Linked DNA regions of Gasterosteus aculeatus: region 1 is linked to region 2. The links are chromatin contacts, called in public Hi-C maps. All regions are on one chromosome and are shown on one strand. Each heading gives the region's core, a stretch centred on a gene start, on an enhancer-like site or on the middle of the called end of the contact. The rest is flanking DNA. Distances are from core to core; before and after follow the strand shown. Region 1 overlaps frmpd2 (FERM and PDZ domain containing 2). Region 2 holds the start of LOC120819755 (growth/differentiation factor 10-like).

Region 1 (3,543 bases), core at 569-3,068, 47 kb after region 2:
CATGATGCACATCTTGAATGCTGAACACTTGGCTTACGAGATGTAAACTGCTTGAATGCAAATGTTGGGTTTGTATCTTTTCACTATGGATCAACAGCTTTCTCTCATTTAAGGCTAAGGTGTCCTTTTTACGGTCAACTCATCCTTCAACCTCAGCCTCCCTTTGGTTGGAAATCCCTTGAGCACAGCAGGAAGATGGCGATGTCAGCAGACACGACCGGTGGGGGGAATCCATCTCTGCACATCTTTCGCTTATCAGTCATCGGCAACGTGCAGTGACCTGAGCAGAGGCTGCAGAGGTCGAGGCCGCGCTGTCCGTCTCTTTTGCCCTGTTCATGAATAAACAGAGGCCAGTGTATGGGTGTGCGTGTCTGTCAGGTCGATTACACACACACACCGAAACACACACAAGCGCTCAAAAAGCCCTGTGCCGACTCTACTGGCATAATTAGAAACATTTGGGATCATTCGCAAAGGGAACACAAGCTCTGATGGGATCCAGATGCACTACTGGGTTTCACTGAAATATAGGAACCTTTATTTACGAGGGGCCATTACTGGCTCCTCACCCAGGGAGGTGAGTGTGTGTGCGTGTGTACTGCTCGTTTTGTTTATTGCTGGATCATCCATATTTAGGTCTGGTTCAGTTTAATGGCTTTTGTTTCGGTGGGAGCATGTGGGGTTGGATCAGAGGTTAACCTGAACGCATAATACTGTGAGCCTAAATGAACTCGAGGAGACTCGAAAGCTGAAGTAGCTGCCAAAAGTTTAATAGGTAGAGAATTGACATTCGCACTTAAAGATGCAATATCTCCATATGTAAGGAACTTCTGTGTCCTCAACAATATTCATAGCAACCGTAAGGGGCTGAAGGGCAGAAGAGGGAAGGGAGGGATTGTACGTTCCAGCCATAAGCCTTCCACCTACTCCATCAGGGGAATTGAGATCAGGTGTGCCAGGAGACACACCTGGACTTGATCTTCTCATCAAGCAGTGGGTGCAAAAAGGCAAGGAGGGAATCCGTCGGCAAAGAGACAGGTTGGGAGAGGAGCAGTGTGGGAGCGCACCGATAGTGGCCCCGTCTGATTTCTTAAGTGTAATTTAGTTTGGTGAACGCGTTGGAGATCAACTGGGTTATCTGTTTTGTTTTATCACGTTGGTTTACTAAAGCTTATTACTTGATCCCATATGCCTCTGCCTCTTGACTGCTGCGCTGACATTTTTGATGGAATCCTCAATGCAATCCAGTTACACAATTATTTAACAATTTCTTTTAGCATTTGTATAATACATCTAATATCATAAATTATCCTTCAACCTACAGATTGAACATTTTTGAATATTTTTATATGTGTGTATACGTTAAGTCAAAATCCAGTGACGTATCACTTCACTGGAACACCTCTTTGTTCAATTTACCATGCATAATCACTACAATGAGTCAATGTTCCACCAGTGCACTGGATGCTTTTTGCCACACAAATGGATCAAATGTCACTTTCAACACTATGCTGCCGCCTCCTGGCTTAGAGATGAACTGGTAACAAAACATACAGCAGTGGTTTACTAAAATTAGACTTATGGCAACATTTTGCCTTGCATTTGCATTGACCATGTTCTTGTCCATCGTATGGGCATGAGGGAGGCTGGACAAGGGTACAACCAAACATCAGTAGATTCACTGTGTCCACCATAATCCGAAGATTTAGAGAAGAGAACAGGTAATTACCTTTTTTGACATTATAGTGCAGTATGTAAATGTTGACAGCAATTACTGTATGACATACCATATACTGTACCACAGTATATCAATTGTTGATATGGTCCGTGAGAACAATGCCATTAAACTGAGTGAAATTCAGCAGAAGATCATTGAGGACCATGTACATTTTGAGGGTATCAATAGTGTCAGCCTCTCTACCGTTGTTCGTGTCCTCAAGCGCATGAAACAGCTATACAGAGTGCCCTTTGATTGCTACTCAGACAGAGTCAATGGGCAAAGATTCCAGTATGTACAGGTTGGCATATATCCAGACACATTGAATGTTGATTACTCTAAGTAGTGATTTACTGTAGTGGCCTAAATCCTTTTTTTCCGTATAACTTACAAAACTATGTTTCTACAAAGGGTTTTTCAACTGGATGCAATGGAAATACCCCATGAATACATCTACATGGATGAAGCTTTGTTTAATCTCACCAAAAGGAGAAGGAGAGGACATAATGTGATTGGCCATCGGGCCATTGTTGGTGTTCCTGGACAGCGTGTCACATTATGTGCTGCCATCAGCAATCATGGGGTTGTCCACCATCATGCCAACCTGGGGCCCTACAACACTCACCAGCCCCTCATTTTCCTCAATCACATGCAAGATTCTCTGTTAGGGCAGTAGGATGAGCATCACATCTATGTTGTTGTTTGGGACAATATGAGTTTTCAAAGAGCCCTGCAGGTTAGAGTGGTTTTATGAACCAAGGTTTTACCAATCTTTGCCTTCCACCGTACTCCCCTTTCCTAAACCACATTGAGGAATTCTTCTCATGGCGGTGGAAGGTATATGAACGCCAACTTTACACTAGGGTAAATCTCCTGCAAGCCATGGGACTTGCCTGTGGTGACATAGGTGTGGAGGAATGCCAAGCCTGGATACGGCATGCCAGGATTTTTTTCCCCCGTCGCCTGGCCAGAAAAAATGTGGCCTGTGATGTGGATTAAGTGGCCTGACCCAGTACGGAGACATGATGCTGTGGCTGAGTAATGCACTTATTTGTATATTTTTGTACTTTATTCTTACATGGGCTTACTGTACACAAGTGGCAAATGCACAAGATTTCTGTTTTGTCTTCTTGTACAAGTGCTAAATGCACAGGTTTTTTTTTGTTTTGCAACATGCATTTAGCCTACAGTGAACAATAAACATTTATTTCTCCAGCTTCATGTCCTGAGCATTGTGTTATCTATTTTTCCACATAGTGTTTAGTGACTGTTCAGTAGAGTTTTAAATTTTGATTGACTCGGGGCACGATTTGACAACATAGTTCAGTTTTGAGGTGAAAGTTTGGTTTTGCAAGAAAAGTCTGAGGTTTTGTGAATGTAGTTTGAAAATTGGGTTTTGTGTTCACAGTTTGGAGAAAAGGAGAGCAGCTTTCAATAAATGGGTCTTAGCAATCGAGAAACTGTAATATGTGGCAATCACAAGAGGCGAAAATATGACAACAGTCAGAAAATCATACTCTTCCATCTGGTGATCAAAGGGACTTACAACAATGTTAAATCCCATCACCTCATGTCCCACTGCAGAACATCACTGACCTTTCAGCAGTATCGGAGTCATCATTAAGATGAGTTTAATGCAGTAGCCCAGAGACACATATCGTTCAGCCATCCGTCGGCCCCCATCACCACTTCCTGGTTGACACGAAGCACTGTGTTGCTTCTGAACATCCCTTGATGTTCCACTCATGTGTCAGTGAACTGATCAATGGAAGGAAGGATCCCTAAAGAAAACAGACAAATATGTAGGTGCTACCCAGTGGATAAAA
Region 2 (3,090 bases), core at 162-2,661:
CTTTCCTTGGTTTTGGTTGACTGTGCAAAAATTGAGGAAATGTCACACCGTTTTGATGACACCAAAAAGCAGAGCCTCTCAAAATATGCCTTCTTCTTTTCTTCTACTTTACTTTGTTAGACCTACGGCTGATCTCATCGGACTTTATAGTTCCCAAACGGTGAGGAATGAGTGTAAATCTCCTGGACAGCTCCTCAACTTTTTGGCCCAGAAGGATTTGATGAAGACTGTTCCTAAGGCGACAAAGTTACTTCAGCTGGTGTTCACTATACCGGCTACAACAGTGTCCGTGGAAAGGTCCTTCTCTGCTTTGAAAAGACTGAAAACATACAGTCGAAATCGGATTGGACAACTTTCATCCTAGGCAATTATCTCTATTGGGACAAAGAGACTTTTGAAGTAGATAACGAGGACTTTTACAACAAAGTAATTGCAGTTTGTCCAGAAGGTTAGGCGAATGGATTGTGATGTCAAATGAAGAACACATGGAGGGTTTCGAGCAAATGTGCTCTCTCTGAGCCGCTATAAATGTACCTTTCTTTGGCAAAATATCCAGTTGAATTTTGAATTTATGCTACTGTGAATCTGACTTCACTTCATTGACTGAAAAAGTCAGTGCCTCCGCAGCCACGAACCTCACAGCACGTCACTGAGATAAACATAAGGATTATTTTCTAAAAGCTATGTTGTGGAAAATATGTTAATCATTATGATCTGATGACTCAAACATAACAGAAAAAACAAAATGCCCAATCAATATGTATACAAAATGTATACCACAATGTTACCTGAGAAAATTTGCTATTAAGCACAGAGTAACACTCTAAATAAATGTATCTGTTTTGACTCATCATGGACCTTACTTTGTATCCGGCATAGTGTCCGCAGCAATGATCACTTATCACCAAAGTAACATGCAACTGATAATCGCTTTGGCCACTCACTCGGGACAGCCTTAAAGCTCCTCACAGTGTTTCCGTCCCTCTGGCTCTGCGGCTCTTTGCTGTACTTCTCGTACACTTTGAACATGTTGATGGAGACCATGTCCCGGTTTGCGCCTTCGTGCGCAAAGACACCCTGCTCCGCAGCCGCTAAGTCTTCGGTACCTTGACGCACGGTTTGACCAAAATCCTCAGATACCATTTTGCCGGAGCTCAACTCCAGCATTATTAATACATTCAGAGTGTGAAGAAAGCGTCTCGCCATGGTTGATGTTCTTGGAAGTGATCCAAACAAAAAATGTGAAGCGGGGAAACTTAATACAGCAAAGAATAAGCAAAAAGTAGCGCTGCCCGTCTCTCGCTGCTGGATGCCCACCCAGGAGTTTCAGCCGGTGTCTATGTAATCCGTAAAACAAGCACTCCGCGGTTCACGATCTACAGCTGTTTCTACAATGGGTGGAGACCGGGGGGGAGGACGCATGGATGGAGCTCTGCTGCTGGATGTCAGATGGTGACGCCTCAGAGCGCACAACCAACGAGCGACAGGCCGCATCTTCTGTGACTGCTCATGAGTTTTGATGAGAAGCAAAGTTATGAACCGCGCTGCCAAACTGTCCGGTAAATATGCAGCATCTTCGAAGGTGACTTGAGTATATCAGTTTAAGGCAGAACAATCCTGCAAGAGGTTTTAGAGGCAGTAAGTAATTCACATTAAAACGTCTTTCTCTTTTTCATTAAGAAAAAAGTTAGAGCACAGTACATTTTGACTTTACTGATGATGCTCATTTCAGCCTCGGGAAAGATTGAGTAACAAGCAGTCAACAACATCTTTCTAGGCTCCCCTCTGCTTTCTGTGCTTCTCCTGCATCACAATAGTGTCCCTGTGAGTGAGATGACAGCGGGTCGGCCCAGCTATTAAAATACCTACTGGGGGATCACAAGGAGCTCTTTGACACCACCCTTAAAGTACTAAGGGAAAACGCCCCCCCCCCCCCCGCCCAACACTGGTGTGTTTAAAGTTAGCGCGACTTCAACAAAAGAGCCAGATAGCATCTGTCTCCGCCTGGGGAGATTTGGAACTGTGTTATCACTCAGCGCAGGCTTGTCTAATTGGTTCTAATGATGGCCAGTCTTCTTTTGATGGTGTTTCAGGCTGTCCTCGCCAGCACAAACACCAGCATTAATCATTTCATCACACACTTAAAACGACCAATGCCTCTGTTTTCCTCACAAGAGGCGGCCTTGTGGTGATGCGAAGAAGGACTGCTCTCCTTCAGAGGCAACCCTTGGGATGTGGGACCCGGAGAGGGGCCTGACGCCAGAAAGCCCTTCAGGAAGCGGGTCAGCGAAGATGATTGGAAGACTTTGATGTCCGAGACAACAGGTTGCGACCAATCTACCACCAACAGTCACATATTGGTGTCTTTTACTGTGACCATTCCCTTTTCCTAACCATAGCCTGAAAGCTTTTATTACCTAAAATTAATCAAAGCTGTCGCCAGATCACAAAACACCAAGTCATTTGGAACTGCAACGACAGACTCATCTTGTTTAGGACACATCGACATGCGGGTTAGCAGAGCCTGGAATCGAACCGACAACCCTCTGATTGGAGGACGACCGTGCTCCCCACTCACCCACATTCGCCTGTCTCACGACAAATGTTATGGAACACACAAACAAGACCTTTTCACAGGGCAATTCAAATGACAGCTTCGTTTTTTGGATCACACCAATTAAGCCAAAAAGGGTGAGAACCAGCGCTGTTGTTCCGTATTAGCAGAACCAGACCAAGAAGCTGGCCAAAATATACGTCCTCTATTACACATTGAGACTCATTTAACATTTTTCATCTTGTATGACATCATGAGATGAGTCACTGCTCCTACACCTCCTTCTCCTCCTCATTTGCAGGGTAAAATGAGAAGTTTACCCCCCCCCCAACATGCTCTCATTCACAAAATATTTGCCTGGGGTGCTCATCAGGACAGGGAGGAGGACAGGCGAGCCCACCGTGTTTCTTTTGGCCCAAGACCCTATCCTTCATCCTCCCTCCTCTCCCCTCCTCTTCGTTCCTTTGACTTGTTTTAATACTGCTGGCTGGAGCTGAATGACCATTCATGCGCATTGCAGTTGGATATGGATGTTT

Evidence for each region. A called contact is a pair of places that touch in the nucleus more often than the background predicts.
Region 1: a contact with region 2 is called in a Hi-C map of skeletal muscle, with 3 times the contacts expected there. The contact joins the enhancer-like site here to the promoter of LOC120819755 in region 2. A contact is called at or near these places in 4 of 6 Hi-C or Micro-C datasets (skeletal muscle, tail fin and whole body).

What each region holds. Positions count from the first base shown.
Region 1 is chr5:4,816,628-4,820,170 of fGasAcu3.hap1.1, forward strand. frmpd2 (FERM and PDZ domain containing 2) reads right to left here. Exons shown (of 29, transcript XM_040177356.2): 28 at 3,314-3,498; 29 at 1-329. The coding sequence ends at 3,461. Among protein-coding and RNA genes, the nearest start is that of LOC144407983, 6.4 kb to the left of the region's middle. Within about 2 kb of position 1,819, at least 1 of the 9 cell types and tissues checked has open chromatin away from gene starts, as enhancers often do.
Region 2 is chr5:4,769,878-4,772,967 of fGasAcu3.hap1.1, forward strand. It overlaps LOC120819755 (growth/differentiation factor 10-like), which reads right to left and starts at 1,412. Exons shown (of 3, transcript XM_040177451.2): 1 at 945-1,412. The coding sequence starts at 1,206.